Regions from separate parts of the Rattus norvegicus genome. Here region 1 is linked to region 2. The links are chromatin contacts, called in public Hi-C maps. All regions are on one chromosome and are shown on one strand. Each heading gives the region's core, a stretch centred on a gene start, on an enhancer-like site or on the middle of the called end of the contact. The rest is flanking DNA. Distances are from core to core; before and after follow the strand shown.

Evidence for each region. Hi-C and Micro-C count contacts between places; a contact is called where the count stands out from the background.
Region 1: a Hi-C map of liver shows a contact between it and region 2, with 5 times the contacts expected there. The contact joins the promoter of Nubp1 here to the promoter of Clec16a in region 2. A contact is called at or near these places in 2 of 12 Hi-C or Micro-C datasets (both in liver).

Annotation. Positions count from the first base shown.
Region 1 is chr10:5,776,291-5,779,502 of GRCr8, reverse strand. Nubp1 (NUBP iron-sulfur cluster assembly factor 1) reads left to right here and starts at 1,855. Exons shown (of 11, transcript NM_001009619.2): 1 at 1,855-1,911; 2 at 1,988-2,092. The coding sequence starts at 1,893. It overlaps LOC102553451 (a long non-coding RNA gene), which reads right to left and starts at 1,724. Exons shown (of 5, transcript XR_010055289.1): 1 at 1,586-1,724; 2 at 468-615.
Region 2 is chr10:5,629,324-5,632,500 of GRCr8, reverse strand. Clec16a (C-type lectin domain containing 16A) reads left to right here and starts at 1,882. Exons shown (of 23, transcript NM_001398551.1): 1 at 1,882-2,129. The coding sequence starts at 2,050. It also overlaps a transcript of Dexi not described here.

The sequences.
Region 1 (3,212 bases), core at 606-3,105, 150 kb before region 2:
CACACAAGAACTGAACAAGGACCGCTGCCAATGCACATGCCAACGTGGACGGGGTCATGGCTCAACCTTACACCTTCTACAGGAATGCTGAGAAGGGGAGAACTGATTATCCAAAACCGAATGGTCATATAAGTATATATTATAGAGAGCCAACAGGTTGTATTTATACATGTATATATAATATATAACATGTATTTATATATGTATATATAATATATGTTTAAATGTAATATGTAGCATATTTAATAATGTCGTGGGGTATTCATATGACATGAATGACAAGAGTTTAAGCCAATAGGAATATTTTGTCATTCAGAATCCCAGTGTAGCACTGAGCCTTTCTTAGAATGAGTTTTTAGGCACAAAGACCATGTTCTGGGTTGACCTACTTCAGTTAACAAGAACAATCAGTCAGAATCGGCACTACAGAAGCTAAAAAGCAAAGGTTAGAACATTTAGAGTCTTACCCAGAGCCATGGACTTTGGTGGAGTAAGTCTTTGTTTTCATTTTAGCAGGTGGTGCTGCTATGGGCAAGCTGAGTTTTACAGCCTGAATGGCACTCCATCATGGAGTCAGTTGTGCTAAGGTCTCGGGGCCGACTAAGGTTTGGAGCCCTGTTACAATAACAATAAAGGAGTCCATGAATTTGAAAAACAGCAAGGAGAGGTATATGGGAAGGAAAAGGAAGGGAGAATTATGTAATTATAATCTCAAAAGTGAAAAATCTTTAGAATCTTTCAATGAAAACAATAACAATCACCACCACCATCCTGTGCCAAAGTTGCATACAGCCATGCTCCCACGGCTGACTATGGACAGGATGTCTTCATGGTGTCTAAAACACTGCTCCACAGACACAGCCAGATTTTCAGAGAAATGGTAGCAGCAAGGACAGTGGGGACCTGGAGAAGTGAGAGAAAGCTAGGAAAAGCTCCCAGTGGGGACACAGGAGTGTGTTTGAAGAGGTTACATCAAACAAATCTGAGGGGAAAGCAACAAAACAAAGTATTATTCTCAAAAGCATAGCGATCTTAAGAGTGTTTGGGGCGCTTGTTGTTTTGTTTTTTAAGTCCAGGAGCTGGGAGTGGTGGTGCACATTGCAATCCCAGCGGCTGAAAGATGGAGGCAGGAGGATCAAATGAGACCTTTTACTTCTGGGGACCGAATTTACGGCTTTTCACTTGTTAGACAGGTACTCTACCACTGAGTTACGCCCATTTATAAAGTTTCACCTCTCCGCCAAGTATGGCAAGAAAATCATTAATTCAGGATCAGCCTGGGCAGAAGAGAGGAGAGAAGAGAGCAGGAGAAGTGTTTTATTGGTTGTCTTGTTTTGTTTCAGTGCTGGGAACTAAATATAGGCTCTCGTGCATGATAGATGAAGCACTCTCCCAACTGCGCCACAATCCCAGCCTGTTACAGAATATAAGGAAAGGCAGATTATTTGAAACTGAATAAATACTGACATGGATTGTACTTTTACTAGTAGTATTGCATCGTCACCGAGGTCATGGAGAATAACGTTCTTTGACGACAAAAGCTATACTTTAAAAACAAAACCCAAAACCGTATTACTGTGCATACGTGCATGGAGAATCTATCCTCTCTTTCCATCCATATGAGTTCTGGGATTTGAACGCAAGCTGGCTCAACAGCGCCTTTAATCGTTGGAGCCACTTCATCTGTTCAGATGCCATAAATGTTTAAGAGTCTCTCTCACTTTTAGCGGGAACAGACATAGGAGCCCCACCCACTGCACACACACGGGTTTGCGCGTGCGTAGTGCTGGTCGGGCGAGACAGTTCACGCGGCTAGAGTGTCAGATTGGACCCGCAAGGCGGAAGCACGCCCCTGAGATTCCGGTGAGCGCAGCCCGGGCAAGAGCTGCAGCATGGAGGGGGCGCCCCACGGTGAGCTAGCGCAGGAGGCGTGGGTGGTCCTGCTGGGACCGAGCCGCTCTGACCGTGTACCCTTGTCTCCGCGCAGGCTGCCCCGGGGCCGATAGCGCCCAGGCGGGCCGAGGAGCTTCTTGCCAGGGATGCCCCAACCAGAAGTTGTGCGCATCCGGAGCCGGCGCCGCACCGGACCCGGGTGAGGAAGCGGCGGGCTGGTCAGGAAGTGGAAGGGGCGGGACTCGAGGGGATGAATGACAGCGGGCAGTGGGCAATGGGCAGTATTTTCATTGGTTGAGAGGGTTTGGCGTTGAAGGCGGAGCTTAGAGAGCGAGAGGGAGGTTTTAAAAGTCAAATAGCTGGAGACCAGTGTTGGAAAGGAAGGTTCAGTCTTATCTGTGATAGACCGGGAACCGAGAGGGACATTAAAATAAGCTGGTGGCACAGGCTATCCCCCGCCAGAAATTCTAGGGGCAGAATCAGGAGGATGACTGCAAGTTAAAAGCTGGCCTGGGCTACAGGATGGCTGCAAGGTAGAAGCCAGGCTGGGCTACAGGATGAGACCCTTTATGAAAGAATGAGTGAATGAACGAACATTGGGTCGAATGTGTTGGCACATGCTTGTAATCTCAGCCCTTAAGACTTTTTTTTTTAAAAAGATTTATTTCATGTATATGGGTACACTGTCGCAGTCTTCAGACCAATCAAAAGAGGGCATCAGATGCCCATTCCACCTGGTTGTGACCCACCGTGTGGTTGCTGGGAATTGAACTCAGGACTTCTGGAAGAGCAATCAATGCTCTTAACCGCTGAACCATCATTCCAGCTCCCTTAAGACTTTTAGAAGAAGATCAGGAGTTCAAAGTCATTCTTCATTACATAGTGATTAGAGGCCAGTCTGGGCTTAGACGAGACCCTGTCTTCTTCTTCTTCTTTTTTTTTTTTTTTAAATCAGTAAATAGGACCTTAAAGAAGGATAGAATAGAAAAAAAGTGATGTGGGGCAGGTACAGGGCTCAACTGAAAACCACTGACCTCAGTATACACAAGGCCAAGCACAGAGGGCAAAATGAATAAATACTGAGGTCTTTCAGGCCTAAGTCCTGTCACATGTCCATCTCAGGTCACAGAGGCCCCATCTGTGGCAGAGAGAAGAATCCTTCTGTTAAGGAGTCTCTCAGCAGACATGAATATTCATGATCTCAGTGGAGAGACAGAAGGGAGACTGAGACCAAAGTGTGAGAGAAAGCAGACAACAGACATGTTAAACCCATCAGGGAGAAGCTATGAAGGGCCAGCTCCAGGGTGAGGAGGACTGAA
Region 2 (3,177 bases), core at 633-3,132:
TTTACTTTTCAGTCCATGTGAAAAAAAATACCAATAATGCTAAGTATATATCTGCTCAGGTTTCTCTGTTCACAGACCATCTCCTTGCTTCGTTAGAAGGATGAGCTTGCTAAAGGTGCCTTTCATCGGGGTTTAAACAGCTAGGATCAAAAACAAGGTCTTGGGTGTGCAAGATGTAGGCAAGACATAGCTCTATTTCTGTGCTACATTCTCAGCTTTAAAAAAAAAAAAATAACAAAAAACCCAGTCCTGCAAAACCAGGGTCTCACTATGAAGCCTCTGGCTACCCTGAAATTGGCTATAGACCAGGTTGTTCCAGAACTCATAGAGTTCCACTGCCTCTGTCTCCTGAATGCTGGGATTAAGGCCTATCCTCAACTCTTAAAAGGCCTTTAATCTATGGTCACACTTAGCTTTATAGGAACTGGACAAGGCAATGCCGCATGTTCTTTTTTCACAGATGTGGAAACCAAATCCCAGAGAAACAGATTCTTGAAGCTGCTGAGGCTGGGGCATTTTCTTTGGTGGTCAGAGCTGTTTCTGTCCTTTCATAATTTTTACATGAGAAACCATTAGCCTGATGCTGGCCTCCATTTCTCTAATTCTTGGAAGCAATGCAAGCCAAAATTTATTCACTCTATCAATATTCATTTAAGAACCTGCTATGTGAAAATCTTGTCCTGGGCCCTGGAGAGAACATTGGTCCCCGACTCAATTCTGTTCTTAGGACTGCCACAAGGATTAAATAGCTGTGAATGTAGAAATGAATAAATGAGTGGGTGTTAGGCACAGAGTCTTGCTTTCCACAGAGGTCCCCAGTTCCGATCCAGGAAAGAAATCCTCACATGGAGAGCTTGGAGTTCTCTTTCTTTCTTACTGAATTAGTCAGGAAGGGGCATGGATTTTGGATGGCAACCGGAGGAAACCTCTGAAAGTCCATTGTGGTTAGTTTCACATTGGCGTTTACATTAATGCTTGCATCCTTACAAAATGTTTTAAGACTAAAGTGCAAAAGAAAAAGGTTTTAAGGATAAACAGGGATGTTACTGGTTGGTCTTGTCGACAAAAGCAAATAAGGGTACCTAGGCTTGAATCCTGCCTCTGTCACGTGTTAAGTGCCTGACTTCTCTGTGACTCAGTCTCCTGGATTGTAAAATAAGGTTAATAGCAGCATCTACTTCATAGGGTTGTAAGAATTAAATAATAAATCACTTAGGATAGTGACAAATGATATGTACCACTCAATGCTTTTTTTTATTTTTAATTCTTATTATTGAGATATTGAAGGTTGAATCCGTCACACATAAACACATTCCCAGCCCTTTGAAATTTTTAAAGAGTTAGGCCCATCAAAATGGCTCAGCTGTTAAGCAAAGATACTGCCAAGACTGAGGATCTGACTTCGATTTTCAGAACCCAAATGGTAGAAGGTGAGAGCCTTCTTTCCAAAGTTATACTGACTCTACAAGTGCGCGCGCGCGCGCGCGCGCGCGCACACACACACACACACACACACACACACACACACACACACACACACACGTAATATTTTTTAAGAGAACTAAACCTCGCCAAATTGCCAAGGATGGTCTCCAATTTTAGCTGGGGTTTCAAGACACTCTTTTTCTTTTCTAATCACAAAACTAACATCAATAAGGTCAGAAAGTCATACTCCAATTTCAGCAAACCGTCCCCGCCCACCCTGACAGTGACCCGCCTTCTCCCTTCTTCTTGTCCCGCCTCCTCTCGACGGTCGCGCGAAACATGCCGGTCCTTGTAGTCCATTCGCAGAGTCCTGTCGTCAAGAGCCTCGCTCAAGAACTTCATTTCCCAGTGTTCCTCGCGGCGGCGGCCGTAAAGCGCGGCGGCCGAACGGCCGGTTCCGGCTGAATGTCAGTGCGGGGCTGTGGGCTGGGGATCAAGGTGCTTGGCGGTCTCTCCACCGCCCCCGCCGCTGCCGGCTGGGCTTGAGATGTCGCCACGAGCACCGGGCCGCTGAGCGGATCGGACATGAAACCGTGAGGCAGGCGACGGGGCTGGTCTGCGGACATGTTTGGCCGCTCACGGAGCTGGGTGGGCGGGGGCCACGGCAAGTCCTCCCGCAACATCCACTCCTTGGACCACCTGAAGTGAGTGTGCGGGGCGCGCGGCGGGGAGGCCGCGGGACCTGGCGCGGACGCCCAGACGCGGGCTTGACTTGCGGGGCGCGGAGGTGTGAGGAGGACTGGGGCGCCGCGGGAGGGTAGTATGTTGGTTATCCGCAAGGCTTTGGAGTCAGGGCACCTGGCTTCGAACCCTGACCCTGTCGTTTCTGGCCCTGTGACCTTGGACACGTCGCGTGATTTTTCAGTCTTTAGAAACCTAACCTGAAAAGGAAGGGCATCTTTGAGTTTTCGGTTTGTGGACTGGAGTTATCTTGATAGGGGACGGACAGTGGCCACTGGGCTTCTTGGGGTGGCACTTCTTGGGCTGCATAGTTTAGAGGCCAGAGGCCCGGGTATCGGCCAGATCTGGATTCGAATTTAGTTAACATTTAGGCTTTCGTTTCCTTCACTGTAAAATGAACAGAGTGACAGTACTACTTTTTGTAGTTATTTTTAGGATTGGTTGGATAAGAGAATGAACAAAACGCACAGAACATGTACAAGTACTCTAAAAAGAACAGTGATTAAAAGAACACAAGTATTTTCAGAAGGAAATCTAAAGGGATAGTCAGCAGTAGCACTTTGAGAGAGGGCAGGAGGCTTACAGAGTCCTGGGAACGCAGGAAAGTACACAGAAGAGGCTAGTTTTGGAGTTAGACCTGTGTTCAAATCCTGACTCAGCCACTTAATGACTGTGTAGCTTTGGTCATATTTTATCTCTCTGTCCTTCCAGTTTGCCATTACCAGCTGGGAACTAGGAACCGTACAAGAATTGGGTGATGTTGAGTGCGCCAAGTGATTGATCCAGTATCACTGTGCAGCAGCATCACTAACATAGGCATCGAAGCCTCCGCAGCCTGCTCCAAACCCTTTCTGTCTCTGAGTTCCGTTCCTTACACCCCTGCTGTCTTCTCTGGCTCTGCTTCTGTCCTTTTTAGTTTTTGTTAAACTCACACTTCCAAGACAGGAGAAGCTGCTTGGTTTCTTTGCAGTTGCATTTCCAGAGGATTGGAGGCAAAGAGAGAGTAGTAGA